Regions from separate parts of the Gossypium hirsutum genome. Here region 1 is linked to region 2. The links are chromatin contacts, called in public Hi-C maps. All regions are on one chromosome and are shown on one strand. The core of a region is the stretch at or near the end of the contact, and the rest is flanking DNA. Distances in the headings are between cores, read along the strand shown.

What was found. A called contact is a pair of places that touch in the nucleus more often than the background predicts.
Region 1: a Hi-C map of leaf shows a contact between it and region 2, with 2.3 times the contacts expected there. The contact joins the promoter of LOC107908566 here to the enhancer-like site in region 2. A contact is called at or near these places in 12 of 34 Hi-C or Micro-C datasets (anther, callus, leaf and 1 more).

Annotation. Positions count from the first base shown.
Region 1 is chrD02:71,891,517-71,898,150 of Gossypium_hirsutum_v2.1, reverse strand. It overlaps LOC107908566 (probable magnesium transporter NIPA3), which reads left to right and starts at 4,163. Exons shown (of 10, transcript XM_041089303.1): 1 at 4,163-4,477; 2 at 4,624-4,894; 3 at 5,625-5,681; 4 at 5,973-6,063; 5 at 6,136-6,296; 6 at 6,402-6,529; 7 at 6,633-6,634. The coding sequence starts at 4,744. LOC121214593 reads right to left here and starts at 87. Exons shown (of 2, transcript XM_041088378.1): 1 at 1-87. The coding sequence starts at 87.
Region 2 is chrD02:71,856,827-71,862,811 of Gossypium_hirsutum_v2.1, reverse strand. No RefSeq gene overlaps it. Among protein-coding and RNA genes, the nearest start is that of LOC107908570, 24 kb to the right of the region's middle. Within about 2 kb of position 4,366, at least 3 of the 9 cell types and tissues checked have an H3K27ac peak or open chromatin away from gene starts, as enhancers often do. A contact at or near this core is called in leaf, where this site is marked.

The DNA.
Region 1 (6,634 bases), core at 2,914-5,413, 36 kb before region 2:
CGAGTTGGACTCATTAATCTCTAAGGAAACATCCTCCCCGAGCAGCATCAGATCAAAAAGTTGCTGAGCATATGAACACAGCGCCATTATCGCGAAAACACTTCATGTCAATTGCTTAGCAATTTGTTTAACAAAATATAGTTAGCTTAATAATTGTCAAGACAAAATCGTGCGATTGCGCTCGGGAAACTGAAAAAAGCGCTTGTTTTATTTTTTTTCCTGAAAACCCACTTATTAAATATGATTGTCATTTGTCAGTGTTACTTTGTTTTGTCTTTTTAAGTAATTCGGGCAGCTCGCGCGACCTTAGCAAACATCAACGCTATCGCCAAGATTATATAGCAATTAGGTTTGTTGACAAAATCCAGAAGTTGAATGATTTGACATAAAATAAATATTCATAACTTGTGGGTCCACACTGTCATAGCTCAACAATGTCACTAGAGAAATCGCGCGCACTCGTGCGGCACTCCTTGCGCATCCCTTAATGATTATAAACCCCAAAGTCGTGCGATAGGTTGATTAAACATGTTGTATTTAGTGTGGCTGTCGAGTTGGATCTTTTTGTTCTCAGAATCTTCCATAGCCATTGCATATACAGCAGTAGCAAGATGAACTTAAGTTGTCCAGATTTGTAATACTCGTGGTACATAGTTAACAAACGCTTTCCTTGAACTTTTGACTTTATATCCCTTTGTTCAAATGTTCTGCTTTCTTTTTCCAAGCATTGCCCGACTACATCGCTAGAACTGGACAAGATCTTCCAAGTCTCGCGAGACACGACATGATTGGTCCCAAGTTTTAAATTTATTTATTAATATTAATAATAAAAAGTATCCTCCATTAAAATAAAAAATTCTATATTTAAGTTATCGTCAGTTGGTCCAGTGGTGGCCAAGATTTCTTGCACAGCTCAAGTAAACCCAAAAGGCAAGAGTTTAGTAATTTATAGGTAATAAATTAGTTTAAAACCAGTAACTTTAATTCATATGTTTATCATTAGTTAAATTAATTTTTAAATTTTTATAAAGTATAAAATGATAAATTAAAGTAAAGAGATCACCAATTCAATAATTTTGTAATTTATTTTAGCAAAAATCTAATGATTCAATAATTTATATGAAAAAAAATTAGGCAAAATCATTAGTCTGAGTTTGTGTGTTTATCAACAGGATAGCCAAAATTAAATTTTTAATTTTTAAAAGAGTCAAAATATAATTTTATTATTATTTATGCTTATTATTTTAAATTTTTTAAAGAATTTAAACGAAAATTTTATTATCTTTAATAGGTTAAAGTGTATTTTTATTATTAAACTAATTTATAACTTTACAAAATTCATGAGAGTACATCCATAATCATTTCATGATGTATGAAAATGAATGCTTAATTCAACTTATTTTCTTCCAAAGAAAAGTGCCTTCACAATTAGAGGTTGTTATTGACTTTAGATTTAAAAAAAAAAAAAACCCAGAAGCTCGAGCAAAATCGCGCGCCCCAGACCGATCATCTTGCGTGGAAAATACAGTGTCGCCAAAACTAAGAGGAATCATAGAAGAAAAACCCAAAACTTCCATCAGAGCGCACGCCTTAGGACGTCGTCGCACTATCCATTAAGTGTCAAGCATACTTTTACTATCCATATCGCGAGTCTCCTTACTACTTATCAAATCGCTGTATAATCAAAATACTATTCCCCTCTATATATACCACCATCATTTGGCGTCACTCTACGTGATTGAATTGCAGTAGCAAAGACAAAACAAAAAAAGAAACAGCAATGACAAAGGCAATAGTGTCGAAACAACTGAAGACGACAGATATCGAGAAACGATTGACGATCCCAAGTAAGTCCCTCAAATATTTCCCTCCCTTAGATGGGAATCATGTGGTGCAGTTCAAAGCTAGAGACGAGAGTGGGCATCACTGGAAGTTCCAAATTTACACTCGTAAAGGAAAGAGGTACCTGAAACCAGTCCTTACCAAAGGATGGCGCGAGTTCGTTTGCACCAAAGAGCTTACTATTGGCGATAAAGTTGAGTTCTATATGGAAGAAAAAGAACAAGGTGAAGCTATGTATAGTGTCCGAGTATTTAGGGCAGTTAGAATATTTGGTAGAATAGTTGCTTATGTTCTAGATCATAAAAGCAGTTAGCTATTAGCTTTTGTATTATTTACAGTCTCGATTCCCAGGACCCTTGTTCATGGTCATGGATGTCCCTGTTTTTCTTTGGGTAACAAAACTAAGAAGAAGCTTTGTAATGAGTATGGTTTCCAGTGTTGTAGGATCTCTAGTAATTTTGGTTAAGAAAATGCTTTGTACATCCACTAAATTAGTAAATATTAATGGATAGCAGACTTGTTACTCTGTTTTGGATATTCATAATTGCAAAAGAGTCTGTGATGCTTTAGAATTGGAATTTGCGGATAGCGATAAAATTATGAAAACTATGGTTTACTCAAACATATAATGCATTTAATGGGTCGGAATATCTTAAAATTCATCATGCTAAGAACATTTTTTTTCTTGTAATCTCTCTGACTTGGTATTCAGGGGCCAATAAAACAGAAGCTATGAAATAGATTAGTGTAAGATTTTGTGGCATGAAATGGAAGAAACAAATTATTTCTTTATTTTGCTGATGTGAAAATGACAAACGTTGTACTATTTTCGTATTCAGGGGCCAACAAATACAGAGTGAGTTTTTTAAGTTGCTAATTAGAATGGATAAACTAATAGTTTATGTTGAATTCATTAAGTATTATTTCAAAGCTTAATATTTCTCCAAGGACCAAGAAGTTCATTGCTGTAAAAGGGCTGAAAGTATTGGTTCTTTTATGGTATCCAAAATTTGCAATCTGAGTATATGACGCAAATTCTTTTATTAAACATATACATATTTATATTATTGCTTTATTTTGTGAATGTGGAAATGATCGAATGTCAATTGACAAGTACTACCACTTTATAGCTTCGACTGAGAAAACGCACGTATGAAGTGATGGTCGAGCAGCGTCACTGCATTGATCGAGACTCGTATTAATTATTTATACCTTAAACGGCGTGGAAATTTGGTAGAAGATGGAAATAGAAACCATTCGACTCGAGAAGCAAATCGAGCGACAGGCCAACATCATAGTCTATATCGCTATCACTACACCGGCATTGGTACTTTCAACTTTAAAAATTGATGAAAGACATTAGCCGATAAGGCAAGGCGTCGCGCCATTCAATCGACTAATATTAATTTATTTTGAATGCGGGAGAATAGATAGAGCAATACGTGGCTAGTGAGGCAAATCCTAAAAAATCTTACAAGTAGAAATTAAATTATAATTTTATAATTGTAAAAATATAATTTATTATTTTAATAATTATATTTTATAATTTTAAAGATTAAATTAAATTTTTATTATTTTTAAGAGGTTAAAATGTAATTTTATTTTTACTAATTTAAAATTTTAAAAAATTTAAAGAGTTTAAATGAAAATATTTCATTTTAGGGGAGAATGAGACCCCCTAACTACGTCACTATTTCACAATTGGCATGCATGAAATACGACGAGATCACCTCAAGAAATTTATCATCATTTCGATTTTGAATCTTGATGTGCTGCAATGGGAGAGATTTTGAATTTTGATGTGATGCAATGGGAGAGAGTGATTCATCTTCGAGTTTTTATTTCTTAAAATCAATAAAAGTATCATAAAAGCTATTGTATTTAGAGTCGAATTGCATTGTCTATTTTACTTTAAAAATAGTAAATTAATCTTTATAAGTTAAATTAAAGAATAAACTGATATTTCTGTTAAAAATTCATCCATTTCTATTGTTAAAAATTAGTCATTATATATTAGTATAAGGTACACATGATAAATCATGTGTCATTGTTTGGTTATTCCGTCAATCACTTCAATTTTTAATAATACAAATAGATGAAATATTTAATAAAAAATTAATTTACTCTTTAATTTAATATATAAAAATTAATTTACTCGTTTTTACGTAAAGAGAGCAAAATACATCCCGCCCCTAGCATACTGCCTCAATAATACTTTTAGCTTAGAAAAATATTTTAGAAAAATATTAATTGATAAAATAGTAATGATTAGAGATAGGTAGAAAACATATATATCTTATCTTAAAAAAAGGATGGGATCGGATATGCGCCAAATATTGCAAATAAAAAAGAACAATAGAAGGCTGTGATGCGATCCAAGAAGTTTTTGTCTCTCACAGTCACAGCCAAAACAGCTGTTTTTCATTACTAATTGCCTCACTACTCATCCCATCCAACTCAGCAATAACTCGTCTTATCTCACTCCTCCCCTTTCTCTCCTCCTCTATATTTTAAGCGCCGACAACCATTTCTTTCTTTCTTTCAGATTTTCTTCTTTCCTCAGCTCAGACTTGTCGTTCCTTTCCAAACTCACTCCGCGTCAACCGAGTCAAGATTCTTTTCCCAACTCACCATTGTAAATACTAATACGCTTCTTCCTCTATCTCTCTTTTTTTTCTCGACTGATATTCCACCTTCGCTCTCTTTTTTTGAGGGCCGAGATCTGATATTTAAAACTGCTCCAAGCTTATTTTTTTTGGTGAAATTGGGAATTTTTTCCAGATCCATGGACTCGTTTTTTTAGACTCAGTCCGAGTTCAGACCAAATCGGTGATCGTTGCCGAGTTTTGGTGACAGAGAATATAGTTATTAGGATTTTTCATTTAAGGTAGGGTTAAGAGTATGGCAGCTGTGCGAAGATGGAGCGAGGGAATGTCCTCAGATAATATTAAGGGTTTGGTTTTAGCCATTTCTTCCAGTTTATTTATTGGGGCAAGTTTCATTGTTAAGAAAAAAGGCTTGAAGAAAGCTGGTGCTTCTGGCGTCAGGGCAGGTACTGCAATTTATCAAAAGTTTACTTCTTTCTTGATGATTTGATTTGGGATTTTCTTTTTTCTTTAGTAGAAGATAGGAATTAGGCTTAAATAATTGTGGGATTCTGTGAATAATTCTTTAGTCAATTTAGAAAAAAAAGAAAGGAATTTTAGTGAACTGTAAATGATGGAAATTTATTTGCCCGCCCTGTGAATTCAATTCACCAATGTGGGAATTAAACTTGTATTTAGTAAGTTAGTTCTTCATAAAGTTAATCATTTTTATATGCATCATTTTGATCTTGGTTTTGCATGTCATGTTTGATTGTACTTCTCTTCTAACTTGTTGATTATAAATTGTTTACGAAATCCAGCAATCTGTCCAAGTTTCTTTATGCAGAAATTTTGCATAATGTGTGAAAGAAAGATACGATATGTCTGTATAGAATGCAGTTGGAGAAAATGATATGCATTGAATGTTTCAAATTTCTGATGATCTTTGGTTGGCTTGTATGTTTTGTTGCTATTGAACCAAGCTTTTTCTATTCATTGTATATCTGTGTTTATTGCACTAAGTTTTCTGTTGTATTGCAATTACACGATTTTGTGTTTATCTCAATTATCTGAAGAATGTTTGGATGCTTTTGCTATCATTTAGTGATTTTCACCTTTTCATTCTTTACAAGGAGGTTTCATTGTTCTTATGCCTTATCGATCCAAATGACATTGGTTTTTCTGGTTTTTACACAGGAGTTGGAGGGTATTCGTACTTGCTTGAGCCACTTTGGTGGTTTGGCATGATAACAAGTGAGTTTTATCCATTTCTCATTGATCATTAACACAATATCTTATGGATATTTCATTCCTGTTTGGAGCCTATATCATTTTTTCATTCTTTACTTCTTTTCCAAATATTGTCCCTAAAAGATGATATTATAAAAGCTACCTTACACCATTTAAAAATGGGATGACCTTAATAATGTATTGTGCTTCTATAGAATGCTGTTTTTGTTAGTTACATTCCATGTTACATCTTAATATTCAGGAAGTCATCTAGACAAAGAAGTACTTAATTCTAATTGTTAATTGTTACAACAGTGGTCGTGGGGGAAATTGCTAATTTTGCTGCTTATGCATTCGCACCAGCCATCCTGGTCACTCCTCTTGGTGCACTCAGCATCATTATCAGGCATGCAAATATCTCACTCAAATTTAGGTTTGGCATTTAAGCGTTCATCGTTAATCATCACTTCTCATGCAGTGCGGTACTTGCGCATATCATTTTGCGGGAAAAGTTACATACTTTTGGGATTCTTGGTTGTGCTTTGTGTGTTGTGGGCTCAACAACAATTGTGTTGCATGCTCCCCAAGAACGTCAGATTGAATCTGTAACAGAAGTTTGGGATCTTGCTACAGAGCCAGGTTGCATTTTCTTAATAATATTGTTCTTAGCTCATAACATTATTTTCTTTTCTAAATTGTTGAACTGCAAACCAGTAAAATGAATGTACCTTGATCTTCTTGCAGGATTTTTGTTTTACACAGCTCTGGTCTTAACAGCTGTCTTTACACTTATATTCCACTTTGTTCCACAATATGGACAGACACACATTATGGTTTACATTGGAGTTTGCTCTCTCGTGGGCTCCATTTCGGTATGCATCAGTACTAGTTTATTGCTTGCTTAATTCTGTGTGCGTTCAATGGTATTTCCCTTTTTCCCCTCCAATTCCTATTTCTAAGGATGTTCTTTGACAGGT
Region 2 (5,985 bases), core at 3,117-5,616:
AATAACCAATAATAGATAGACGAGATGCAACAGTAAAATAAACACCATGATCTATCGTTGCCTGTAAATATCTTAAAATACGTTTAACAACTTTGAAACGATGATCGAGGGGCTTATGCATGAATTGACAAACCCTATTGACAGCAAATGTAATATCAGGCCTGGTAATCAAGATGTATTGAAGAGCCCTTACGATGCTCCTATATTCTGATTCATTGTCAATAGGACTCCCCGTATGAGCAGACAACATACAAGAAGATATCATGGGAGTAGGAGTGCCTTTGGACCTTTCCATATAACTTCGTTGCAGCAAGTCTTGAATATATTTTCGTTGACTGAGAAAGATCCCTGAAGCTGTATGTGTGACTTCGATGCCCAAAAAGTAACTCAACTGTCCCAAATCTTTAAGAGAAAATCTCGAATCTAAGGACTCCACAAAGGTATCAATACTTGACTGATGATTGCCTGTGACTATAATGTCATCGACATAGACCAGAACATATAGAAGAATCTCACCAGACTGTTTAATAAACAAAGAGGCATCAGATTTTGATAACACAAAACCAAAGGCAACAAGATGATCTCTCAACATTTGAAACCAGGCCCGAGGTGCCTGTTTGAGGCCATACAATGCCTTCTTAAGCTTACACACCAATGGTTGACCTCCATTATGACATTCAAAACCTGAGGGCTAAAGCACGTATATTTCTTCATTAAGATCCCCATTAATAAATGCATTATTTATATATAGTTGCCTCAAAGCCTAGCCAAACGTAACCGCAAGAGAAAGAACCACTCAGATTGTTGTAGGCTTAACAACCGGACTAAAGGTTTCATGGAAATCAATACCTGCTTCCTAAAGATACCCTTTAGCAACAAGCTTGCCTTTATACTGAGCCATAGGGCCATCTGCATGCCTCTTGATTTTGAAAACCCATTTACAACCTACTTGTAACACCCTTAACCCTAATTTATCGCCAAAATAGGGTTACGAGTATTACCAAACTTTTTAGATCAAATACGAATATTTCATATCTTTTAACATACATAGTAGAAACTAATCATAATCACTAATATTGTCCCTTATATGAGCCCTTAGGGCCCAAAATACACGTTAGAAATGAATTGGGACTAAATCGAAAACTCAAAAATTTTTTCATAAAATTTCAAAAAAAATTTTAAGTGCAGGGAACACATGCCGTGTGGCCAAGCCGTGTGGCTCACACGGCCAAGAGACATACCCGTGTCTTAGGCCGTGTGGGCATTCGAAGTGGGGCACACAGTCGTGTCCATGCCTGTGTAACTCTTTGACTTGGGTCACACAGCCAAGCCACACGCCCGTGTACTAGGCCGTGTGAGCATACTAACTTGTGAAATTAAAGTGCAAGGGTCACACGGCCAAACCACACCCCTGTGTGCTAGGCCGTGTTAAAATACTTGGGCATTTTGTTTATCAATTTTAAAGATGCAGGGGACGCACGACCAGACCACACACCCATGTGTTAGGTCGTGTGTTACACACAACTAAGACACACGCCCGTGTCTATACTCATGTGGATGAAAATAGGTCATTTCAATGCCACTTTTCTCACCCAATTTTGATTTCAAGTTAAACACTTCAAATTGCACTCTCATAGGCTATAACAAAGCCTCCAATACAATTAACCCTAGCTTTAAACATGTCATATTGTCTCATATATCATAGCATTTAAAATTTACCATATTGATCAAAACACATATGCACATATTTATGCTAATTATTCTATACTATTTCAATCACCAACATACCTATAAACTATCCTTCATTTAACTATACCAAACTCATATCAAGCATGATAAACTACCTTAACGTGTATATAAGTTGATTGTAAGAAAATAAACAAAATGTAATTCATATTATATACACAACCAACTTTGATCAAACCATTCCAACCTTATACATGCCATATAAACCATAATGTACGTTGCAAAAACTACCGAAACAAGTTGGATAGTGTGGCTTGACTTTACGATAATTTACAAGGACATTGAACAACACAAGTAAGCTTAATGAAGCTTAGTAAATTCGTTAAGTTAAAAATAAATCTTACCGAACCTAATATAACAAATCAATAAACAAAATTGTTCATGCAATGTCCTTGTCAATCACAACTTTAATCGATGAACACACTTATTTTAAATCAACACCAATAATAACAATAAGTCTTTGAATTTCAATTACATAAATCACTTACGTAATCTTACTAAATCGGAGAACGACTTACGGATAAGAGTACATTGTTATCAGAAACCCAAATGAGAGCTAAGCAGAAACCTATAAGGGTTGAACGGAAGCTCGTGAGAGCTGAATGGAAACCCATAAAGGTTAAACAGAAGCTCGTGAGAGCGAAACAGAAAGTAAAGACGAAAGTTTGCAACAAGTATTGAACTTTGGTTACTTGGGCAATTTTGTTGTCACTTTCCTCCAATGTTGTCAATTCATTGATTGCTGAATGTACTTATATCCAGCGTTCCATTTAAATCTGAACATTCTATTCAATTTTGTAACTTTAACAATATTTCATTTTCAGAAGTAGAATAAATACATAATACTATTTATCAAATCAACATCAATCTAAATATTTAAGTTTAACCATACGAACTTACCTGGGTTAAATTGTAATATTTGCAGGAGTTCAGGGACTATTCTACTAATTTTCTTTTTTCACGAGTATATACAGGCTCTTAATCTAAAATATAAAATTACTCACTCATTAGCATATATTTCAGTCCCAGTTCACTTCACAATTAACACCCTTCAATTTTTTTAATTTACACAATTACCCTAACTTTTGCAACTTTTTCAATTTAGTCCCTTAACTAATTAGTCTATCAAATGAACTAAATTTTCTCAATTTATAATTGATTTAAATATTCTAGGCTATCATACGACCCTTGATAAACATAAATTTAATACCAAACCGTAATATTTAACCTTTTCAGAATTTGGCCCTAAAATCAATATCTATCAACATTACTATGTAAAATCATCATATAACAAAATTAAAGCTCTAAATCAATGTTATTTCATCAAAAATATCTAGTATTCATCAATGGAAACTTTCAAAATTTCCAATAAAATCAAAAACTAATGAAATAGTTAGTTGGACCTAATTGTAAAAGTCTCAAAAACATAAAAATTTCAAGAAAAAGGTAAGAATTAAATACACATGTAGAAAAATAGAAGACCAGCTTCTTAAGAGATCTTCAATGGTGTTTTTAGGCTGAAAGTTAGAGATGAAATGTCTAGAAATCATTTTAGCCATTTGTTTTATTTTTTTCTTAATTTCACCACATTATCAGTTTGCCCCTAATTCACTTTATTTTGTTTTCTTTTCTCTGCTTATGCTGCCTCAGCCATCTCCTTTTGGCTCATTTACTCTTTAAGTCCTCCCTTATTTACCATTTAAGCTATTTAATCAATATTCTCTTAATTAGCAAGTTTTGCACCTTTTCCAATTTAGTTCTTTTTAATTAATTAACTATCAAAATGTTAAAATTTTCTAGCGAAACTTTAATACTACCTTAATGACACTCCGTAAATATTTATAAAAATGTTTACGGCTCGGTTTATAGAAACGAGGTATTGATACCTCATTTTCGAAACCACTTGATCTAATAAATCCTTATAAAACACAAATTACTAATACAAAAATCTTTCTAAATCACATTTGACTCGTAAATACTAAATAATAAAATTTATGAGCTTACTCATCGGATTTGGTGGTCTTGAACGTAACATACCACTATTATCAATTGTATACTCTAAACTCAGATTATCCTGAACCATTTGTCGTTTCAACACCAATTTCAGATCATCATCTTGTAATTTCCCAAATTCGTTGAAGAAACAGATATTTCGTTCTCAACTCTGCTAATATAAGTATAGTACTTAATTATATTAATTTGGTCTCAATATCAATTTAATTCACAAACATTGAGACCGGACACAAGTTTAGATCGCAAGATATCGTGCTACCACTTCCATTCATATTGGTGACGTACCCTTTGAAAATTGTATTAATTGGAGCGACTGCCATCTATCATCATTTTGGTTTAACCTTAAATTTGTGGGTGGTTAATTGCTTCATAGTGGATAAAGAAAATAACTGAATAAAGTTGGTTTGTGTTTCCGTAACACCAAACATGTTTGGAATTATGAATGTATGTACGTGGGTCATGGCTGTTAACTAGGTTTTTTAATCAATTTGTTAAGTGACAAAAAAGCCACTTTATCGAATTTTATGAGAGGATCAGCAAAGGGGCATAAGGGAAAATGTCAGCATGATGATAGCTGTCTCACGTAATAGGTTTTGTCGTGACCCAATGATTGGCTGACTTTATGTAAGACACTTGAAAAGTGCTTTTGCGGCTATGCATGTGAAATTAATATTATAAAAGGATGAATTTCAAAGTTATCTATTAATTTAATTTGATTTATAAATCACTTATTTGTGTATGCATTACATAAATATAAAATGATCTTATATCAATAATTTGTAAAAATTGTATAGAATCAAAATTTTAGATATAAAATTATACAAAATAAATTTATGTCTAAAATTACAAATTAGACTAAAATTATACATAATTATTTATGTTCACTTAGGATAAGTTTTTGAACTAATTATTTATGGCCACGTATAAAGATTCTTGGACGAAAGTCGAGCGATCCGTTCTTTTAGTGCGAACAATATTATTATTCTTTAACTATATACATTATTGAAAAGATAAACAAAAATGCGAAGTTTGCAAGATTTGTATGATTCAAAAAAATGAAATAAAACATTGTGGCAATATTAAACATTGATTATTACTTGTTATTTCTTTAAAACAAATGAAATAAAATCCAGATGGTAAGACTAAGGAATTATGTGGCGAGGGGAAATATCTCGGGATTTCCTTGCGATAAGGATACCGTGATGTTACTCGTTCGCACTCTCACCTTCTACCTTTTTACATGCAAACGGATTCATTTGGCAGCCGACACCAACCCCAACATCTCCTTCGATCCTTTGACTTTTTGAACTAATTATATTATATTATGAATAGCGTGCATCTATGTATTGTTTATTTTGTGTTTTATATAGACACTAATAAACCATCATATGTTTATTATTCTAAAATATATATTTGTACATTTAATTTCTACGTATGATTTATTGAGTAATAGAAAAGGATACACTTTTTTGAATTCTATTACCAGAAGAATTGAGTGCGCGAGGGAAAAAAAGTTGTAACATAATGTTTTGAGTGTGGTGTGATAGATTCTGTCGTAACCCAAATCACATTTATTTGTAATTCCATAAATTTTATTGATTTGAAAACGAAAAACCATGAATAGGGATATAAAAAAGATTACCAATATATAAAGAAGTAACCTCAAAAATCAGAATTTTATTTTAATATTTTAGAAAAAAAAAATGAGAAATTAATTCAGATAGTAAATATGTTAATTTAAATATTTACTTTCGAGTTTAACATGAAATTTTAACAATACAATTTGATTGGAGCGAAATTCTTAATATTTAGAAAATATAAATATTAAATTTTGATAAATTAAAGTAAAATAATTAAATAAAGTCATAAAGGTTATAATTTTAGAACCCTTAAATTCAACATTTCTATTTTTATATAAACTTCAAACTTGTCATTATTAAAATGACTTACAAGACAGATTACAACATAATTTTTTTTATAAAACATAATCTATTCACCCCTGAACAAAGTACAAATTTCAAACATAAAACTAAAATATGACATATAAAAACCACGTAATAACTTACCACACATAGCCTGACATAATATGCGTGCATTAGATGTAGATATCTTGCAATTCATCTATCATCCTCTGATCACTTCAAATTTCTCGCACTGATTGTTAGAGATGCCCTCAACGGAGATCCTTTCACCTCTGCTAATGCTATATCTTTGTTGGTATTTCAA